Linked DNA regions of Muntiacus reevesi: region 1 is linked to region 2. Evidence: chromatin contacts called from public Hi-C data. All regions are on one chromosome and are shown on one strand. Each heading gives the region's core, a stretch centred on a gene start, on an enhancer-like site or on the middle of the called end of the contact. The rest is flanking DNA. Distances are from core to core; before and after follow the strand shown.

Evidence for each region. A called contact is a pair of places that touch in the nucleus more often than the background predicts.
Region 1: a contact with region 2 is called in a Hi-C map of muscle, with 7 times the contacts expected there. The contact joins the promoter of ZNF438 here to the promoter of ZEB1 in region 2. A contact is called at or near these places in 2 of 3 Hi-C or Micro-C datasets (blood and muscle).

What each region holds. Positions count from the first base shown.
Region 1 is chr2:33,436,399-33,441,281 of mMunRee1.1, reverse strand. It overlaps ZNF438 (zinc finger protein 438), which reads right to left and starts at 1,922. Exons shown (of 8, transcript XM_065921226.1): 1 at 1,485-1,922. The region is part of intron 3 of LOC136157125 (craniofacial development protein 2-like); the gene reads right to left.
Region 2 is chr2:33,191,955-33,196,993 of mMunRee1.1, reverse strand. It overlaps ZEB1 (zinc finger E-box binding homeobox 1), which reads left to right and starts at 3,300. Exons shown (of 9, transcript XM_065921220.1): 1 at 3,300-3,398. The coding sequence starts at 3,341. LOC136159241 (a long non-coding RNA gene) reads right to left here and starts at 4,516. Exons shown (of 4, transcript XR_010661432.1): 1 at 4,398-4,516.

The DNA.
Region 1 (4,883 bases), core at 673-3,172, 250 kb before region 2:
TGCACTTACCACCATCTGAAATAACATTATGTACTTATTCTTTGATGCCTGATACCCCCCTGGACCATGAGCTCCACCAGGTTGGCGACTTTGTCTACTTGCTGCTCTATCTGTAGTTCTGACTCAGAACCTGACTTTGAAAATACACATCTCCTATACAGGTCAGTGGACCAGCCGGAGTTTCTTAATAACAATACTTAGACAGCCTTTCATTTTCATGATTGCGTCTGAGCCTCAAAAAAGAAACAGTACATATACTATCATCTCCCATTTTAGGGAGAAAAAGAAAGTTCCCAGCTTGGGTGACTTCTCTTTGGACACAAGCTAGTAACAGAAACAAAAATCAGAACCCTTGCTTTCTAAGGCTCTTCAAACTTGGATGGAAGTGTATTGGGCCCCTGAGCTGAATTTACAGAAGTGTTTTGTATTCAACTTCCTGAATAAATACACCCTAGGGGCGCCCAATAGTCTTCCTTTCAAAGTTCTTAACAAACACTTGCTCCTGAATTTGAGAAGTATCACAGTATACACTAACTCATCAAAAATGCACCAACCTCTGGCAAGCCAAGAAAGTCAAGCAGTAACATATGATAAGGTGATATTCCAAACTGACAGATCAACAATCCCTAAAACACAGTGTGTCTGTGTTGAGTATACTGTGCTCATTCCAGGGCGCTTTCTCTACAACACCAGACAAGAGGGCGTTTTAATTGCTGAGAACATTGTGATACTGATACCAGTGATTTCTTGACCCCTGTCCACCAAGCTCAGAGACAAGAATTCAGATCTGTGATCCGGTTCAAGTGTTGTCCGTGATTAGATGGGCGGAAGGAGGAGAGAAGGCAAAATTTTGAAAACATTCTCCTACCTACAAGACCTCTGTCAGGGCCGCTGGTCACCACATTCTCAGAATAACCGACTGGCTTAAGTCTTCTCCTGGCAAGGTTACCTCTCACAACGCTCCCGGCCCTGGGAAATGCCCATTAGGGAGGTCAGAGACCTTTATGCCTTCATTTTACACAAAAAAAGGAAACTGAGGCAGCAAGTGGCCATCCCTGCAGCTCGCCCTCAGCTATCTGGAAGCTGCGGGGACCCCAAAGGAAGCCCAGATGTGCGGGGGTCTCTGCAGGAACCCTGCACCGCTGACTCAACATGTCAAACTCCAGGGCAGATGGAATTCAGTCCTCTCTACGAGGAAGAAAGAAAAGAGGCTCTTCCCTTGGACTCCCCATTCTCTGGCCTCCACTGTGGTCCCAAGGGAGACCGTGCGCGTCTCCCAGGGCGCGGCCTCGCCTCTCACTGCCGCCCAGCCTGCCACGGAGAGTGCGCTCCCGCCCCGGGCGGGTACCTGTCCCGTCACCGCGTTCGGCGGCTCCCCGGACCGCCCCAGGGGCGGAACCCAAGGCCACCACCGACTCGTGGGGTGCGGACAGCTGGGCGAGCCCCGGAGGCCCAAGCAGCTTCAGGAATCCTCAGAAACTTACAGTTTTCCTACCGCGTACGCGTCACGGCGAGGTGACGTCAGAGGACCCGGCGCCTGGGCAGGCCAGGCCGCGGGGCACCGCCCCCCGCGCAAAGGCGGGAGACACGCCCCTTCCTCAACGGCCCCGCCCCACCGCGGGGCCCTGGGTGCGGAGCAGGCGCAGACTGCCCGCCTGGCTGCCTCCGGGAGGGCTTCCCAAACCAGGCCGCCGAGGGCGGGGGCTGCTTGAGAGAGCTGTGCTCTAGCCGTGGGGCCGGGGGCGAGGCAACAATGGGAGTGGGCAAAGACCCTGGGAACACAGCAAACAGGGTGTCGCCAAGGGGCTGGGCGCCAGAGTTGTGAAGTAAATTTTCCACAGACTTTGCCTTTCTTCCCTCACGTGTTCGTTAAAAGTTCTCCACGTGCGGAAGCAGTCATTTGTTCTCCATCAGGTGCTGCGGCCCCCTTCGCCGGGAGCGCTCAGGTCTCCCACCAGCCCTTGCTCCTATGCCGCCCCGCCCCGACTCCGCCCCAAGGGTTCGGCCCCGCCCATGCAGAGTATGCTCCTCCCCAACCGGACCACCCCCTCCGTTGGCCCCGCCCCCTGGGGTCCGCCCTTCCGGCTCCAACTGGAGGCAGGACCGGCGCCGCGCGACCCCGCCCTGTTCGAGCGGCTGTTCTGACGTTTTCCTGGAGTTTTTAGTCTTTCCCTTTCCTACTAGATTTCCAACTTTTGCACAGGTTCCACTATTTTGTCTTTAACAGACGATGATCTGTATAAACAAAATATTTACGCGTCTTCGCTCGTGTAAACTTTCCACCTCTTCCTCACCTGGTGACATTTTCCTGCGCCAACCCGGGTCTCTGCTATTTTATGCTCTTTTCTGGTTAAAAGATGGCTTAGTCAAAGGAAAACTGAAGGCTCGAAGAACCGACAGCAATATATTAAACATTTATTTCTGCCTTGTATGATTTTTCTATTAGTCTTACAGTCAGAAAGAAAAATAACACTTTATACTAAAAAGTGGCTCAAACAACAACGTCTTGGGGAGAAATAAAGAATGGGGAAAAGAGGTCTTGGAAGTAGATGCCACGGAGGAAGTACTGAAGAGAGAAAGGATCACTTTTTAAAACTTGGAATCACGACAAATAGCTAGATCAAGCGTGAAATTTTGCCAGACAGCTCCAGTGTAAATAAAACCTGAAACAATGGTTTGTTTACACTCTCATTGAAAATACTGTAGTATTTTCATAGGAAAGAGTGATGACGATGACGGGGACTGTTAGCCTTTAACTCTTGACATCTGGGCTGGTTAAAAGTAAACGTATTATTCAGGAAAAATACACTTAAGTAATTAAAGTTTAGAAAAGTTTCTGACTTGGATATTATTTGTATGGTTTACCTTACTATATCATACAAAGTTTTAATTGGGCTTCCCTGGTAGCTCAGACAGTAGAGAATCTGCCTGCAATGCAGGAGCAGGGACCCATGTTCGATCCCTGGGTCAGGAAGATCCCCTGGAGAAGGGAATGGCAACTCACTCCAGTATTCTTGCCTGGAGAATTCCATGGACAGAGGACCGTGGCCGGGTGTAGTTCATGCGGTCGCCAAGAGTCAGAAACGACTAAGGGACTAAAATACACAAGTTTAAATGATCACTATCGTAACATGAAAGAAATTTATAAAGTTTGTAGATAGAAATTTTAACAAAAATAAGGTTTTTGTTCTGTGGTGCAGAGTTATAGAAAAATTAGCACTTTTCAAAATTCCACATATTACAAAAAATCTAAAATTCTACATATTGAAAAAATAGCAATATTTGTATTTTTCCTTGTTAAACAACAATTTAAGAAAACTTTCAGGTGTTAATTTCATTAATTACATGCTTATAAAATGTTTTATGTATATCATCCCAAAATTGGAATTCTTTTCTTTTTCATTTATTTTTATTAGTTGGAGGCTAATTACTTTACAATATTGTAGTGGTTTTTGCCATACGTTGACATGAATCAGCCATGGATTTACATGTATTCCCCATTCCGATCCCCCATCCCACCTCCCTCCCCACCCCATCCCTCTGGGTCTTCCCAGTGCACCAGCCCGGAGCACTTGTCTCGTGCATCCAACCTGGGCTGGTGATCTGCTTCACCCTTGATAATATACATGTTTCAATGCTGTTCTCTCTAAACATCCCACCCTCGCCTTCTCCCACAGAGTCCAAAAGTCTGTTCTGTATATCTGTGTCTCCTTTTCTGTTTTGCATATAGGGTTATCGTTACCATCTTTCTAAATTCTAAAGGAAGCTGTGGTACATATACACCATGGAATATTACTCAGGCATTAAAAAGAATTCATTTGAATCAGTTCTAATGAGATGGATGAAACTGGAGCCCATTATACAGAGTGAAGTAAGCCAGAAAGATAAAGACCAATACAGTATACTAACGCATATATATGGAATTCTTTTTTAATGAGATTCTAGATACACCTATGGGCATGTACCATGTAAACATCATCTGTCTTGATGGAGCGGAAATGATCGAGAAGACATACCAAATGCACTAAAAATATTACAATACAAAATACCTTTGTTCTTCTGTCCATGGAATTTTCCAGGCAAGAAGACTGGCGTGGGTTGCCACTTCCTTCTCCTGACCCAGGGATTGAACCTAAGTCTCCTGTGTCTCTTGCAATGGCAAGCAGATTCTTTACCACTGTGCCAGGTGGGAAGCCCATCTCTTAAAAAAAAGATCTAGTCTCTCTTCAAGTCAACTTCTATTATTGATTGCCTCTGGTAATAACTGCCAGCCTTTCTTGGCACTTAGATCTAAATCACTGGTCAGCACTCTATGTGAAATCTTTATTTACTATTCACAAAACCTCTTCAATCTAGGTACTATTTTTACTTGTTTAAAGATGAGGGTAAAAGTGAGGTTGAGTATTTGCCTCAGGTCACAAGCTTAAAGTTATCTGACTCCCAATTTCAGCGTTAAATATTTTCCTGGAGAAATCCAAGGAGGGGAGGATATATGTATATGTGTGGCTGGTTCACTTTGTTGTATAGCAGAAGCTAACCCAACACTGTGATGTTGAGTTCAGGCAATTTGTAATCAGTTAAAGCATTATAATAAGGCAAAATTAAAGTTAGATTTTAAAATCTGATTTCACAAACTCAGATCCAGTTGCATCTAGGCCTAAAACCTGAGATAGGGCTTAGCTCACTGAGGTGTTCCATTTGGTTCGATTTAAATATTTTTAAATTTTTGAATTGATATCAGAAGATAACATTTAAAAAGCAAGTCTTGGGACTTCCCTGGTGGTCCAGTGGCTGAAACTCTGCACTCCCAATGCAAGGGGTCCAGGGTTCGCCCTTTGGGTCAGAGAACTAGACCCCATATACTGAAACTAAGAAAGAGCCCA
Region 2 (5,039 bases), core at 2,051-4,550:
AAATCTTAACACATTTATTTAGAAATTCCTTTTCTAGAGTTTTTCGAAAGATTTTTTCCTAATTCTTCTATTTAAGAGATAAGCAACCATCACATATGCATCAGGTTTAAAGCAGCACTCTATTCTGAGATTTACTTTTGCCTGCTTTATTTTCAGCTTAAGAGTTCAATAATTTTGGGAACATCATAGTAAATAAAGTGCGTTTAAACATGTATTATGTTTACAATCTGTTATTGTTCAGTTGCTAAGTCATGTCTAACTCTGTGTGATACCACAGACTATAGCATGCCAGGATCCTTTGTCCTCCACTCACCTATTACTACAGCATTTTTAAAAAATTGAAATTTTGTATTAGAAAATTTGGTATATCAGTATTTCCTGTGCATATTTAAAAAACAGAAGTGAGCAGGATTAATCATTTGGGGGAAAATGACTGTGGAGAATCTAAAATCAACAGCAATTATTCTCAAAATAAGGCAGGATATAAATGACAATAAATGGCTTTCACATCCATAATTTCAACAGCCCCTAAGAATTAATGTGATGAAGGCAGATAAACCACCCTTAGTTTATAGCCAAGAACAGATCCAGAAAAGGTCAATGGTACTAACTTAAAAAAAAAAAAATTACTTATCAAGTATCTGCTATGTGACTAGGTACCCTACCAGGTACTGAGGGTACAGAAATGAACAAGCAAGCAAAAGGGGGAAAAAAAGGTATCAGTCTGCAAGGAGCTGAATAGTCTGGCCCAAACTAACTAAACCAGTAACCACTAAAGACAGTTTAACTCATGCTTGGTTTATTCCTTCACTTTGTATCTGATTTCAAGGTGAGGATAAACACAGAAGGGGCTTCCCAGGTGGCTCAGTGGTAAAGAATCTGCCTGCCCATGCAGGAGACACAGGAGATGCAGGTTAGATCCCTGGGTCAGAAGATCCCCTGGAAGAATAAATGGCAATCCACTCCAGGATTCTTGCCAGGATAATCCCAAGGACAGAGGAGACTGGCAGGCTACAGGCCATGGGGTTGCAAAGAGCCGGACACAACCGAGCACACTCCCATGAACACAGAATAAAGCTTAGTAGGTGGATCAGGACAGGTTACTTCAGTAAAAGGTGTGATACTTCCTAAGTTTAAGACTAAGTGAAATGTGTGCTTGAGTTAGAAAGTACTTTTTTTTCCTTTCTGGCTGGATAGCTGTAAAAAGGGTGTGTGTGTGTGTTGAGAGGTGGTACAGGGAGATGGTGTGTGTGTTGAGGTGGGGCAGGGATGTGTGTGTGTGTTGAGAGGTGGGGTAGGGGTGTGTGTGTGCGTGTGTGTGTGCGTGTGTGTGTGTGTGTGTGTGTGTGTGTGTGTGTGTGTGTGTTGAGAGGTGGGGCAGGGGTGTGTGTGTGTGTGTGTTGAGAGGTGGGGCAGGGATGCCCGCAAAGGATAAAGTCTAAGCTGATTCAGAAGCCTGCAACTGAAGAACATTATATAGCTCTTGGGAGGGTAGGGAAAAATCACCACTTGAACCAAGCAATGAATGAGCCTTGTTCTGGTTCTCGCATGCACAAGTTCGGTGAACATGGTATTGAGATCAGGACTGCCTGTACTTAAGATGATCATTAAGAGTGATGATTCTAGCTTTGGTACTGAGGAAGAAACCAGGCACACAGACATAATGTACAGCAAAGAATAGTTACAGTCCCCTTTCATGCACCAATAAATAACACATCCACTTATCAAAATGCCAAAGCAAACGTGGGAAAGAAAATTTTCATCTATATTCAGGATTAAACTTTCTAATTTTAAATTACTAGACTTCAGCTGTAAATTTATTTCAGATGAAAGGTTTGGAGAGATTATTAATGAATCTTCCAAAAGCCTGGATGGTGTTCAAAAAATTAACATAATAAAAAAGTCCTGCCATCGTCATGACAAAAATCATAGGCATAAATTTGGTGAGCACCTAATGTGACAGCACTGTGCTAGGTTGACTGTTACTTCTAATACTTTGTGACGTTTCAGTCTTCTCAACTTCTTTAGCTATCATCTCTTACAATGTTCATTTATAACTCTTTATTATTCGAAACACAGCTCAGCTGTATTCTCTCAAGTTGGTCCCAAAGACATTTCCTCATTTGAAGGCGGGGAGGAGGGGAGAGCGAAGTCTCTACTGAATACTGAAGACGTGACCTTCTTGGTATTTGTGCTGGTATCTACGTGGTCTTTCAGAAATCCCTGAACTTGTACGCAGATCGAGATAAGATCGCCATCCATCACCTGCCAAGACCACACCTGCCGGCCCTCGTTTCACTCCCTAAGTTTCTGCACAGCGACCGCTGCCCACCCAGATACTAAATTGTGGCCTGTTAACACCCTAACTCTTTAAGTCTGGGGGCCTCGGATCTGGGCGATGTACTGGCGGGGGGGGGGGGGGGGGCGGGGAGCAGGGCGGACGTGGCCGCAGGGAGAAGGGCGCGGCCTGGGGGCGGGGGCTGCCGAGGTGACAGCAGGTGAGCGCCCAGCGCGCAGGAGGAAGTGAGACAGGCCGGCGTGGGGATTACTCATTCCGCTTCACTGCCGAGGTGGCTCGCAAGCGGAACTTCTCGCCCCTCTTTCGGTCCAGCTGAACTTCTACCTCGTTGAAGTCACTTCCCACCCCCGGTTTGCTCGGCGGGGGGGGGGGACACTGTACGTCCGCGGAGGGGCGGGGAGTCCGACGTGCGGGGTCAGGTAGTTTCGGGGCGCCGCGTGTCCCGAAACAGCTGTCCGCCGCTCCCCAGACCCTCCTGCCCGCCCCCCGATCGCGGAGCATCCCCGGGCGGCCGGGGTTGCGTGAACCGCCCCCCCACCACGCCCCCCGTAAGGCCGAAGGAGGACAGGTTGATCCCGCCACTCCGGGGGCGGCTCCGAGGGCACGGGATGCCTGCGAGAATCAGCCAGACCCGAACGTGCCCCTGGCGGCAGCAGCGGGTGTGGCCAGTTCAGAGCTCCTATTTTACCTTTCTCGGCTCCGACGGCCAGTCGCCCTCCGGACCACGTCCGCACGGTTCCCCCGCGCCCCCACCCCGCCACCCCCGCCCGCGACACCTGGAGGAAACTTTTTCCTCGCCCCTCCATGCAAACTCAGCTGCTCCCCCGTCTGCCGCAAACCGTCCTCTCCCTAGCAACAAGGTTCCGGCCGTAGAGCGAGTGGCTCTAGGTGTAAGGAAGGTGATGTCGTAAAGCCTCGAGTGTCGTAAACCAGGTGCGGTGGGGAGGGGGGAGGGGTGGAGGCGGAGGGGCGGGGGGGGGAAAGGGGGAGGGAGGGAGGGGGAGGAGGTGACTCGAGCATTTAGACACAAGCGAGAGGATCATGGCGGATGGCCCCAGGTGTAAGCGCAGAAAGCAGGCGAACCCGCGGCGCAATAACGGTGAGTGGCGGAGGGGACCGGGGAGCGGCGGAGTCAGGGGGAGCCGGGCGGCCGGGGCGCCCCCGAGGGCGAGGGGGGCGAGCTGGGCTGGGGGCGGCCGGGCAGGGACGGGCCAAGTGGAGTGGGAAAGTAGAAAGTAGTGCTCTCTGCCCCCCTCCGGGCCGCCGCCGCCGGAGCCGCGCCGCGGCCGCCCGCTCTCCCTGAACCGTTATGTCTCTTACCTGGTCTCTCCGCCTAGCGGCTCCCGCCGCCCCTGCCGCCTCGCTGGACCGTTAGCCGCCGCCGCCGCCGCATCCCCGGCGCGGGCGGGCGGCCGGGACGCGGCGCCCACTTTTCTGGGCTCGGGGGGGAGCGGCTGTTGCTTCTTTCCGCACTTTTTCCCCACTCTTGTGCCCCCTCGGCGCCCCCCTCCCCGCCTCCTCGGCGCCCTCGGCGCTTCGTCCCCGCGGCGCCGAGGCCCCGGAGCCGAGGAACTAACTTGTGCCCGACGCTTGCCCGTGCAGAGTGGCTTCCGCGCGCCGCGGCCCCGCCGGCGCGGTGGCTCGGGCCCCGCGGCTTGGCCGGGCTGCGGGCGCGCGGCGGCGGGACGCGGCGGCCGCGGGCTGCGTGTCGTCCGTGCGCGCGTGTGCGCGGAGCGCGCGGCGGGCGGACGGGCCGGGCCAGTGGCGGTAAAGTTGGGAGCGGCCGGCGAGGCGCGCTCGGCGCGGGACGGGGCTTCACGGTCCTCGGGGTGGGGTGCGGGTCCCTTAAGCGCCCCGAGCGCGGTCCGCGTCCCGCGGGGAGCCGGCGGGCGGGGCGGGCGCGGAACCGCGGCCGTGGGAGCCGCGGGGTTTGTGTGTGGGGGGCGGCGGCGGCGGGTTGGCAGAGTTGTTACCTGGTTTCGGGACCGGGAAGCACCGCAGACAGGTCCCCCCGCCCGGGAGGACGCCTCCTCCGCGCGGGGATGGGCTGCCGAGCGTGCGCCTCCCTTGTTCTCTTTCGGTTTGGGGAAGTTGTTACCTGGGCCGGACGCGCAGGGCGTGAAGCCGGCGAAGGGAGCTTGGATGGCGCTCGGGGTCTCGGGTGGAAGGAGTGTGGGGGAGGGAGGCGGCCGGACCGACGGACGCGGGGCGCCGCTGCCCGCGCGGCAGCGGCGGCGGCGGCCGCCGGGTTTACTAATGAGTGCTGATGCTGCGCGGGGAGGGGCGCACCCCCCCATCTGCCTGGCGTGAGAGTTTAGAAAAATAACAATAATAACGGGAGAGCGAGCGAGCGAGCCCCGAACATGTATTGGTGGGCTGCACACTCGCCCTTTGCGGTGGGGAGAGACGGTGGAAGTTGGTTGCATTTCTGCTTATCTGGGGGGCGATGCTGCGCCCGCCCGCCCGCCCGCTCCGCGGCGACCGTCTGCTGGTGGGTATTGTCTGGACAGTTCCTGCGGCGACAGGGCCGAGGCCGGAGCGCGGCCCCCGCCCGCCCGGTACCTGTTTGGAGAATAATGGGCGGCTACGGCCCTGCCGCTGGCTGCGGCCGAGTCTATATAAGGAATTGCACGGACCTAGCGGACCGAGGGGCTCGTATGGGTTCCTGCGTTATTTTTAAAACGAGTTTCTGAGAGTAGGGAAATAAATGCGCCTGGAACGGGATCGCCGTATCCTCCAG